2 separate regions of the Sus scrofa genome follow, and region 1 is linked to region 2. Evidence: chromatin contacts called from public Hi-C data. All regions are on one chromosome and are shown on one strand. The core of a region is the stretch at or near the end of the contact, and the rest is flanking DNA. Distances in the headings are between cores, read along the strand shown.

Region 1 (5,521 bases), core at 1,390-3,889, 83 kb after region 2:
TATCACAACACTGCACATCAACTATACTTCAATAAAACTTTAAACAGTGAGAAAAGAAGGGAGGGAGGGGGAAGTCTGAATGAACCCATACCTAGCTCCATCACCCTGGCGCCCTCTCATGGCCCCAGGGCACACATGCACCCTTGGAGCCTCCTAGGGACCAAACCCTGGGAGAGTGGATACACAATGTCAAACAAGATGTGCCCTCCAAGGAGCCTGCAGTTCAAGGGTTTCTACATGAGGAAGCAGACGGGGAAGAAGAAGAGAATGTGGGGGGCTGTGGGAAGCTCCCGGGGTGTGTCTCTTTTATGTTACTGCAGTAACGACTGCTCTGCCAAAACAAGTGAAGTGAGAAAAACTGACTTTCGTCACTGAAGTCCCCCTCCCCATTCTTTCAGAGCTGGCAGAACTTAGTACTCTGGCAGCCTAAGCGTTCTTAGTTTTTGTTACAGTCAGTAAATAAACACTGCTTTGGAAAAGGCTGAACACTCTAAATTTCATTCTTAAAAATATTACTCTTAAGAATCCTCGGAGGAAACAGGTGACCATATAATTTGTTGTCCAAAGGCGGCACTCACGAGTAAAAGGGAGTGCTGTTAATGATGGCATAAAGGCAGCACATGTAAACAGGAACTCTCCCAGACAAACATGAGGACAGTTATAAACTTGCTTGTCTGTGAGATGCCACTAAAGCAGAAGAGGATCCAGGCTTCCATTAGGACATGGAGGGTCAAATGGCCATCATCCTCAGAGGTGTTTTCCCTGACTATTCTCAATTTCTGATTAAGGTCAGGTTGCAGAGCTTCCCCCCATCAGAGGTCACCACAGCACTTTTGCACTGATAATTCCTAATATAGGCTTCTTATTTGTATCTACAACTGTTTAATATGTTATCAGACCAGAACATTTGAAAACAGGTTGAAAATTATTTTGAAAGAACATTTAAAAAATCTTCCTCCCCAGGGAGTTCCCACTGTGGCATGGGAGGTTAAGGATCTAGCATTACCACAGCTGTGGCACAGGTCACACCTGAAGCTCAGATTTGACCCTTGGCCTGGGAACTTTCATATGCTATGGGTGCAGCCAAAAAAAAACAAAAAACAAACTTCCCCTCCAAACCAGTTTCTCCCAAGTCTTTTTAGCTCCATAAATGACAACTCCCCAGGTGCTTGACCCAATCAAGTTCTCAATGGCCTCTTTTTCACATCCTACCTTCAATCTATTAGCAAGTCCTATTCCACCTCAGAATATACCCAGAATCAGAGCACTTTTCCCTCCTGTGATTCATCACGTAAGACACAAAAATTAAGAAATGAGAGATCTTAACAAGAGCAGCTGGATGAATGGAGGTCTGGACTTACTTGTCATTTTTAATATGTTCATAAAGGCGCTTAAACTGGCGGACCTGGAAGGACAAGATTCCCATCAATACCACAACCATCAGTAAAAATGGATAAATCCGCCGATGGACCAAGTTTTGCATTTCCGAAGTAACACCTGTAAAACCAAAAAAAGGAAAACTCTGAAGTGCATACAGAACGACACCGACATGGAAATAATTCCTCTCCCGAAGCAAAGGAGGCTGGTGGTGCCTAACTGAAACTCGTCCTGTGCAGAGGGAGTAATACAAGGAGTGCTGGCAGGCAGGCCTGGCACAGCTAGAGGAGGAGCCTTGTAGCTGGGTTATTCTTAAAGACCACTGAAGAACCAGCAAAAGGGTTTTCACCAAAGAGTTTGTATACACAAAGAGACCCATCCCTCTGAAAGGTCGCTGTGGTCGCAGTGTGGAGAATGACCGTGTGGAGGGTTCAAGGCAGGGAAACAGGCAGCCATAGAGGTTGAGGTGAGAGCTGCAGACGAGGCCCCCAGAGGGCAGACCAGTGGGACCTGGAGACCAGCTGAGTACAAGAGCACAGAGCCTCAGGTGACACGGATGACCCTCAAGGTTTCCGACTTATACGACTCGTTGGATGATAATGCCAGAAACTGAGAGAGGGAATTCAGCAGAAGAGGAAGATTCGGAGGGGACAACTTTGTGCTTATAACTGAACATACACTGGCTCATGTACTGGCTCTAAGAGCCTGTGAAGATTCTTAAGTACTGACACGAAAATGTCTACATGTTAAGAGTATTTCCTCTTTGGTGTTCCTTTTATGCTGAAGAACATTTTTTAAATGTCAATATTTTCTCGCCTCTCTAAAGAAAAAACTACCAAAGAGCTTTATGATCCTCATCTTTTTTTTTTTTTTTTTTTTTTTTTTGGTCTTTTTTTTGCTATTTCTTGGGCCGCTCCTACGGCATATGGAGGTTCCCAGGCTAGGGGTTGAATCGGAGCTGTAGCCATCGGCCTACGCCAGAGCCACAGCAACGCGGGATCAGAGCCGCGTCTGCAACCTACACCACAGCTCACGGCAACACCGGATATGATCCTCATCTTGCTCTGAGTACTGAAACCTGAGAAAAACAGTCTTTTGACAGTATTGTTTTGGCTGGATTTATATTTACAACATAGCATTTGGAGCCAAGTAACCTCGGACACTGAAGGGACAAGAATGTGACGACGCTAACAAGGTGCTCCCTCAAGCTTCCAGCCACCTTTACCCACCTAGTAGAGGAACGATGCCAGACGCAATGACGTAAGGTACACACAGGGAAAGCAAGAGCACAGAGATCACTGGCGCTGCCAGTTTCCGAACGATATAGTGAAGGTCAATGTTCCGGATGCCGTTTGCGTAAACCTGGAACGGGAACAAAACAGAACAAGAACACAGGACAATTTCCCCAGGTTAACAGCAATCTCTACTGAATTCAAGATGCACAGAGTTGGGGAGCTCCCGCTGTGGTGCAACAGGATTGGCAGCCTCTTGGGAGCTCTGGGACGCAGGTTCAAGCAGCCCCGTACAGTGGGTTAAGGATCCAGCGTGGCCACAACTGCAGCTTAGTTCGAGGCTGCGGCTTGGATCTGATCCCTGGGCCAGGAGCTCCATATGCCACAGGGACTACCAGCCCCAAAGGATTCAAACTCGTTATTTGTTTCAGAAATCAAGGCAAATTCTGGAACTCACACCTCAAGATGGCATCCACAAGTTTTACTTCCTTACACTTTGCAGTTAACTCTGCTGAGAGATGAAATAAGATGCTAACCTAGAATAATAATTACACTAGCCTTGCTCTATATAATACCAGATGGCACCAACAATATTAGTTGAATACCACACACCCTGAAGCAATTTCATATATAAATTGTGTAAGAGTGATCTGTTATTACTCAAGATTGCATTCATCTTATCTGAATATAAGAAAATACTATAAACAGGAAGCATGTTTCTAAAAAGCTTATATAAATCAAATGTCAACAAATTAAAAGGTTTTTTATGTAACAATCTAGTATGAAAGTAAGTTAATTTTTTTTTTAATTTAAGAATTTCTAAAATATTTCCATCATCTTACCTACAAAGTTCTATTCAATAGTACTGTGGAGGAAAGAATGGACGGAAATGGGGGAATCTTGGGAATAAGAGAAAATACAGCTGGTGTGCAGAAGGTGACAAAACAGAAGAGTGGTATTTGTGTTTTTCCCCAGCATTTTAACCTCTTCTGGCCCAGAGTCACATAGTGTGGTGCAACTCAAGACAATCCCTCTATCCTTTGGAAATGGACCAGAGCATTTGGATGCAAGTCACAGGCTTACTGCTCCAAAGGCTCATTTCTGATCCCCTCAAAATCCTTTTAACCCAAATGCACTTAAGTTAATGCAGCAAGGCAACCCCATGTTTAACCATTTTACTTAAACTTATACACATGTATGAGAAAGAATGCAACCGAGAGCAAAATAATATAGAGATCAGCAATTCACAGCCTCCAGCTGTAACTAAACCCTTATTCTCCACAACGGTCAGTCTCACTGGAAACTCCAGAGGGGACTGGCCTGTAGTACTGTCATGAATGGATACGCTGCCAGGCACCCCACAACCCACCTCACTTCAGAATCAGCCTGCACTTGAGATGCACACGCACACACACTGATTCCCTGGCCCTCCCCTACCCCCGTCAACCTCCAGGTACAGGAATTTTTGGATGGTTTTCTTGTCCATACTGGGTTAAAAACTACTTTATTTCCTATATACCAAAAGAAGGTATACTTTTAGTGCTACAGAACTATAACACTTTATCAATTTGGCGCTGCCCCAAGGATAAGAGGGTTGTCCGTAAGTACATTCTCTAGGTAACTAAAACTTTAAGTACATTCTCTAGGTAACTAAAACTTGAATAAGGACCAACATCTACTATATTGGTTATTTTGGAAGAAATCTTCCTAAAATGAATTACCTTACTCTTAGCCTTACTATCACAGAATACAGAAGTACAATTTACCTTTTTCAAAGTTATCTCCACAATGACCAAATTATCTGATGGTTCCATAATACACAACAGTCTCAGGTGCTATGTGGCTAGAATATTCCTAAACAGTTATACTTTTTAAATATATTCTCAGTTATGCTTTTTAAATCTATTATCTTTTTCTGACTTTTTATTTATTGTCTTGAACAATAACCGCTTCTCTACTACAGACGTACAAAGCCTGAATACCAAGGCTTCATCAGAACTCCTTCCCTTTAAAAAAAAAAAAAAAAAAAAAAAAAAAAAAAAAAAAAAAGCATACACTAAATTTTGCCTTTACTTTGGGTAGGGTTTAAGCTTTTGGTTAATTTTGAGATGAGGGACATTTTAAGAGTGGTTGATGAAAATTCAGGGGATAGAAGAGCAAACTGCCTTTTTCCTTTAAAAATAAGTTATGTTCACTTAAGAAAATGTAGAAAACTGAGAAGGCTAAGAAAATGGAAAATAAGAGTCACATGAACCAAACTTCTCCTATCACTTTGTCTTTTTCTGAAAACTGATTTTGCTTACCTGCTCAATTACAGTTTTCAACCACCACTGAGGACCCATCAACGTTATAGCTGCAATGATTTTGGCATGCAGGACTCCAAGTGCCCAGTCCTAGAATAATAAAAATCATTTAACAGATTTTTATTTGCTTTTAGTAATAAACCCAGCACAGAGGCTATACAGTTTTCTTGCATTATTTATAATACATTTCAAAACAGAAGTTCTGCTACATTAGTAACAATTTTACTGAAAACTAACTTACACTGGAAAATCCAAGGAATTTTTTTCAATAGCTCAAACTCAGTGTTTCTATCAAAAACTCATTCTTGCATTGAGTAAGAAAAAGAAGGAGGGAAAAAAAAAAAAAAAAAAAACGAAACAAAAAAAAACACACCTCATTCTTGCAGTTCCTGGCGTGGCTCAGTGGTAATGAACCCAACTAGTATCCATGAGGACTCAGGTTCGATCCCTGGCCTCATTCAGTGGGTTAAGGATCCAGCGTTGCTGTTGAGCTGTGGTGTAGATCACAGACGTGGCTCAGATCCCCATTGCTGTGGCTGTGGCGTAGGCCAGCAACTGCAGCTCTGATTTGACCCCTGGCCTGGGAACTTCCATATGCCATGGGTGCAG
Region 2 (5,930 bases), core at 189-2,688:
CACACCGCAGCACATGGAGGTTCCCAGGCTAGGGTTCTGATCGGAGCTGTAGCCACCCGCCTACATCACAGCCAGAGCAATGCCAGATCGAAGCCGCATCTTTGACCTACACCACAGCTCACGGCAGCACCGGATCCTTAACCCACTGAGGAGGGCCAGAAAAGGCACCTGCATGGATACTAGTCTGATCCGTTTCCACTGAACCACGCTGGGAAGTTCAAACCCCTGCTTATTAAGTAGCTGCACGGGGCTCCGTTTTCTGTTTATTGTATAATTTTCTTAACCTACTTCTGATATTCTGGTTGGCCTCTGGATTATTTTCGGTATAAACATTGTTGGGATGGTCAGCGATACACACATTTTTTAGGCGCTTGGGCATGTGCTTCTTTCGGGAACATTTTTTTCGGAGTGGAATTATTTAGTTAAAGAGAATGAGAACATGAAGGTTTTTTGTTTTGTTTTTGTCTTTTTTTCTTTTTTGGAGGCATATGGAGGTTCCCAGGCTAGCAGCTACAAATCGGAATTGTAGCTGCTGGCCTACACCACAGCCATAGCAATGCCAGATCCAAGCTGCATCTGCGACCTACACCACAGCTCACAGCAATGCCCGATCCTTAACCCACTGAGCGAGGCCAGGGATCGAACCGCATCCTTATGGATACTAGTCAGATTTGTTTCCACTGAGCCACGACGGGAACTCCGAGAACTTGAAGTTTTAATACATGGTCCCAAATTGCCCTCTACATGGATGTGTGTTCCATAATTCGACACCAAAATTATACCCTGTTTTGATATCTTGGTATTAGTCTCACCTCCCTGGCGTTGGTAAAATGTGGCAGTTGATAAAGGTGACTTACTTTGAGGAGTGGGGTGTGTGTGTGTGTGTGTGTGTGTGTGTGTGTGTGTGTGTTTTGGCTGCAACATGCAGCAGCCTAATGTGGGATCCCAGTTCCCAGGCCAGGGATCGAACCCAAGCTGCAATGTTGAAAGCTGAGTCCTAACCGCTAGACCACCAGGGAACTCCTGAAGAATGTTTTTGAGAAGTGCAGGAACCAGGCAGTGCGTGTAGCTGCCGTGCACACATGCTGTGCACACCTGGAAAGCTGATGTTGGTGGAATTGGCTCTTGCTGGTCCTTCTCTGTTGTCTCCTGCTAACCCCGTTCTCTCTCCTGCAGCTGCTGGAAGTGAACAAGCAATGGGACCAGCACTTCCGGTCCATGAAGCAGCAGTACGAGCAGAAGGTAGCGAGAGGGTGATGGGAACTCAAAGCTGGACCCTGCCTTCTCGCCTGGGCCCTTGGGGCATTCCCAGCACCCTGCGTGCCTCCTCCCTCGCAGCAGCAGCCTTGAACCTGGAACGTTCACCCCTGGGGCCCTCACCTGCTCCCCTTCTCTGCCTCTCCACCCAGATCACTGAGCTGCGCCAGAAGCTGGCAGATGCGCAGAAGCAGGTGACTGACCTGGAGGCTGAGCGGGAGCAGAAGCAGCGTGACTTTGACCGCAAACTCCTCCTGGCCAAGTCCAAGATCGAAATGGAGGAGGCAAGTATGACTCCCGGTCCTGCAGGTTCGGCTCTGCGGGTTCTCTCCTCCCCATCAGCGGGGAGCTCAGTGGAGTAAACACGCAGGGACCGGAGTCCAGGCCTGGGGTCCCGGTTCTGGCTCTCGGGCTTGAGGGCTCTGTGGCCAGAGGCAAAAGCACTTTGTTCCCTGTGGCTCAGTTTTCGCTCTGAAGGTTGAGGCGATTGGATTGGCTTTTCATTTCTTCTTATTTTCCTACAGAAGAGTTTTTTGTTTGAGTAAAATCTGACATCCCAGGGAAGCACAGAATGAAAACGAGATCTAGCAGGCCTGCTTTATGACGAAGTGGGGGGTGCTGCCGAATGTTTGGAGTGGTGGTGGCTGTTTGCACGGGAGGGACTCCAGCCTTAGAGCTTCCTTTTAGTCCTCCGTCTGGTCGCCGTCCAATAGATGGTGCTCCGGGCACTGTGCCGGGCACACAGACTCAGTGGCGAATGGTCAGTCCTGCCCTTGGGGGAAGAGAGGCGGGATATGTGATTACAGAAGCGGATGAATAGAAGCGTGTTAAATGACACAGGAGAGGTTACAGGGATGAGGGAGACGGCGTAAAGAGCGACCAGATCCATTCTAGGGGGAGCCGGGAAAGGTCCCCTGAAGAAGTAGCATCGGTCTGTCTTGGGTGGGACTGACACCAGGCAAGGCCGTTCGGGATCCCGGAGCAGATTAAAGTGGAAGGGCTAGTTGACCTCCAGGCTCTCTGGAGATGTTTTTTTATGTCCCGCTCTTCCCCTTCATGAGAACTGGGCACAGGCTTCCTTTGCTTAACTTAGAAATGGCCATTTCCAGCACGGGGTTGCATTTCAGAGTTCCCTTCCAGCAGCATGTCACACCCCGGGGCCTCATCCGAGTGGTTGGCCTGCCTCGGTGATCGCCCATCCCTTGGGGGTGTGTGTTAGGGGGACACGCCTGTGTTTCCTCATGAGGGCACAGTCACAGGGACTCTTGGCTCGATCCTGGCTCACATGGCTGGGTGAGATAAGCTCCTGGGATCTGACACCCTTCCCCCGCAGCTGGGGGAAAGGTAGGTGGCTCCAGACAGAGCGTGGCCCTGTGCATAAGGACATGTGGCGATAGAGGCCGTGCTGGCCCGGGAGCCTCTTCACTGGGCGTCTGCCGCTCTTGCCACAAGGCCTGACCAAGGTTGCCCTTGGCCATCTCTGGCTGAAAGCAGCTCACCAGCTAGTCTGTAGAACACTGACTACAAGTTACCCAGAGCTGGGATGAAAACAAACCCCTGTGACCCACCTCCTGATGCCCATGATTTGAACCCATAGGTGTAAAGTGTTCCCGTGATACAGATGAGGTGAGAGCTTCCCTGGGCCATCTCCATTCACCACCCCCTCCCCCAATTCCAAGTCCTCCCCAGCGGTAGCCGGGCATTTTGGTGTGTCTTTCCAGGTCTCTGATCACATATGTACACATAGAAATAGACAGTTTAGTGTGGGTGTCCTGGTCTTTCTTCTGCACAGTGCACTCGCTTCCATTTTTTTCGTCTTTTTTTTTTTTTTTGGTCTTTTTGCCTTTTCTAAGGCCACACCTGCGGCATATGGAGGTTCCCAGGCTAGGGGTCTAATTGGAGCTGTAGCCACCAGCCTACACCACAGCCACAGCCATGCGGGATCTGAGCCATGTCTGCGACCTACACCACAGCTCATGGCAATGCCAGATCCTTAACCCACTGAGCAAGGCCAGGGATCGAACCCGCAACCTCATGGTTCCTAGTCAGATTCGTTAACCATTGTGCCACGATGGAACTCCCCCTCTTCCATTTTAAACCCTTCCTTCGGCCTGCAAGGAGACAGAGAGCAGCAGAATTAGGACACCTGAGCTCTAGTCTAGCCCCAGCTCACTGGGTGGCCTTGGGTAAGTCACCTCCCGTCTTTGGACACGCATTTCCGGTTGTATAGAGGGACTAGGACTCAGTGCTCTATGAGGGCCATTCCAGCTGGGGCTTTTTGCGATAAAGACCCTGGATTGTTCCATAGTAGGTATGGAAGCAGTGCCTCCACCTTGAAGCCTTCCTTGGTTTCTTTTTGGCCGGAGTGGTCTTTTAACCTCACAGCACTTTGTTTTTCTGTGGAGGAACACGTCCTGCCTTCTGCTGTGTGTGTTTCTTTGAGGGTCTTCTCCCCTCTGGGCTCAGAGACGAAGAGCTTGAAAGGGTCTGTAAGGACTCAGTGGCCTATCCTTTTCTGTGCATCATAGAAGACCCCCGTGTGAATCTGGCTCTTTTTTTCTAGAAAATTGCACAGACAACACTGTGCACTCAGTCTGGGGGCTCACGGACCTCCTGAAGCCTATCCGTGACTCCTGCAATGAACCCCTTGCCCATGGCAAATAGGTGAGCTTAGACCAGACAGGGCTGTGACAGTGCCCACAGCCTCAGCTCATTCGTGGAGGAGCTGGTGGCGGAACCCAGGGCCTTCGCTCCGCGGAGCCGTCTCTTCCTTGAGGACAGGACTGTGTGAGCGTTAGCGCTCTCAGCCAGGTGTCTTGCCCAGAGCCTTATGCGGAGTGAGAGCGAGACGGGAGCCAGGGCTGCGCGAGGGGTGGAGCAGGCAGGCAGGAGTCCAGGCCTCCTGGAGAGGCTCCCTGCTTACAAGCCCCATGTTCTCTGCAGACCGACAAGGAGCAACTGACAGCAGAGGCCAAGGAGCTGCGCCAGAAGGTCAAGTACCTGCAGGATCAGCTGAGCCCGCTCACTCGGCAGCGGGAATACCAGGAAAAAGAGATCCAGAGGCTCAACAAGGTGGGCAGGGCTTCCCTGAGCCCATGCAGTGCCCACCCCGTGGCCTGGGTCAGGGCACGGGCACTGAGGGCCGTGGTGCAGCCCCACGGCCTGCGTCCTCCGCCTTTCCCTCCCCACGTGCTGGGCGCCAGCCCGGGCCGAGCCCTGCTCTGCAGGCCCTGGGACGTGCTGTTTGCTCACACGATGCTCCCCGAGCATCATGCAGGTGGAGCCTCAACCTGCCTCCTCAGCAAGGCCTCCTCCCCCTCCCCCCCCAGTCTCCTTTGGGTCACCCTATTCTATGTGCCTAAAGCCCCAGCAGCTTCTTTCACACCCTTCTAGCATTTTCTCATGATTACTTACTGATGACGCGTCTTGCCATCCAGTGGTGGGAGGCGTGTGTTCTCACCAGGGTGCATGCCCCCAGCACCATGCCTGGTGCCTGGCAGCAAGCACGTGCTCGAGAAGTGGATGTGCACAGGCCCGAGGTTCCTGCCCTCGAGAGCGGGGGTCTGGGGAGATGGTGCCTGGGGTGGGGAGAGAGCCTGGGTAAAGCAGGAGCCCTCTGTTCTGAGCCAGCTTAAAGCCCCTGTAACCTGTCTGCGCCTCAGTTTTGCCATCTGAACCTGGCTGGTCATGCCCACCTTCCAGTGCAGGGGTTAAGGAGTGAGCTTTGAAAGGAAATTTTCTCCGAAGGCTCAGCTTTTCCTCCCATCCATCTGCCTTTCCCTCCTGCCTCCTCCTTCTGCTCCCGGTGAGCTCTGCCCTGCTGGGATGACCCTTGCTGTTTGGTTTTGGTGTTTGATAAGCCTTGGTGATGCCGCGTCCAGGGCCTTGGGACCTGTCCTCAGTGAAAAGAATGATCTGTCCGGAGCTGGGGTCCTGGGGGTCTAAACCCAAGCAGACTATTGTATGTGGTGCTGGTTGAGGACATGACCCAGGCAGGTGGCTGCTCTTCAGGTTTCCACGGCATAGGTGGGGACAGACGCTGTGGGGATGCCCAACGCATGGCTCTCGTTGTCTCTGGCCCTCCGTCTTCTCATCTGAAAAATGGGGTGGTGGAGGAGAGGAAGTGCAGCCATAGCCTCCCCTCGAGCATCCAGAATTTCCTCCTGACTCAGCCGTTTCTTCCTGTTTCTGGGGGAGTCAAGACCAAGTGGGGCCCACGTCCAAGGTCAGGGGGGTTTCCTTGATCTCCCTGTGGTCCCGGAGGCGTCACGAGCCGTGCTGATGTGTGGTCAGCAGAGGCCCTGCTGTCCAGGGAGCTAAAGTCCAGGTGGCGAGGCGGGTGCTCCGTCTCGAGAGGTGGTCCAAAGTCCTCAAGCAACACGCTAGCAGGGTTGAGGGAGAAAGCCAGTTAATGGAAACCTCTTAAGAGGATGAGAGCGCACCGTTTATGTAAAAGGAAAAGAATCTTTTCAATGTGGTTTCATAGGGATGCTTTTCAGACTTTCCAGATGCTATTTGGTGATGTTTCCACCCATTTTCAGGGTTGGAAAGGTAAACTATTAATTAAGTCAAAGTTAATATCCAGTCTCCTCTAACTATGGAAAAGTCGGGGATGGTTGGCTTGGTGGGAATGGGTTGCAGAGGCTGAAGAGCCTCAAGGCAGGCCGTTGCCC

What was found. Hi-C and Micro-C count contacts between places; a contact is called where the count stands out from the background.
Region 1: a Hi-C map of liver shows a contact between it and region 2, with 3 times the contacts expected there. The contact joins two enhancer-like sites. A contact is called at or near these places in 3 of 47 Hi-C or Micro-C datasets (embryonic fibroblasts, liver and retroperitoneal adipose tissue).

The regions. Positions count from the first base shown.
Region 1 is chr16:72,048,637-72,054,157 of Sscrofa11.1, forward strand. It overlaps MARCH6 (membrane associated ring-CH-type finger 6), which reads right to left. Exons shown (of 27, transcript NM_001130535.1): 24 at 4,913-5,002; 25 at 2,607-2,739; 26 at 1,362-1,497. Among named protein-coding and RNA genes, the nearest start is that of GPX3, 62 kb to the left of the region's middle. Within about 2 kb of position 2,640, at least 2 of the 83 cell types and tissues checked have an H3K27ac peak or open chromatin away from gene starts, as enhancers often do. A contact at or near this core is called in liver, where this site is marked.
Region 2 is chr16:71,966,788-71,972,717 of Sscrofa11.1, forward strand. It overlaps TNIP1 (TNFAIP3 interacting protein 1), which reads left to right. Exons shown (of 17, transcript NM_001145987.1): 9 at 1,177-1,242; 10 at 1,410-1,541; 11 at 4,201-4,329. Among named protein-coding and RNA genes, the nearest start is that of GPX3, 19 kb to the right of the region's middle. Within about 2 kb of position 1,439, at least 6 of the 83 cell types and tissues checked have an H3K27ac peak or open chromatin away from gene starts, as enhancers often do. A contact at or near this core is called in liver, where this site is marked.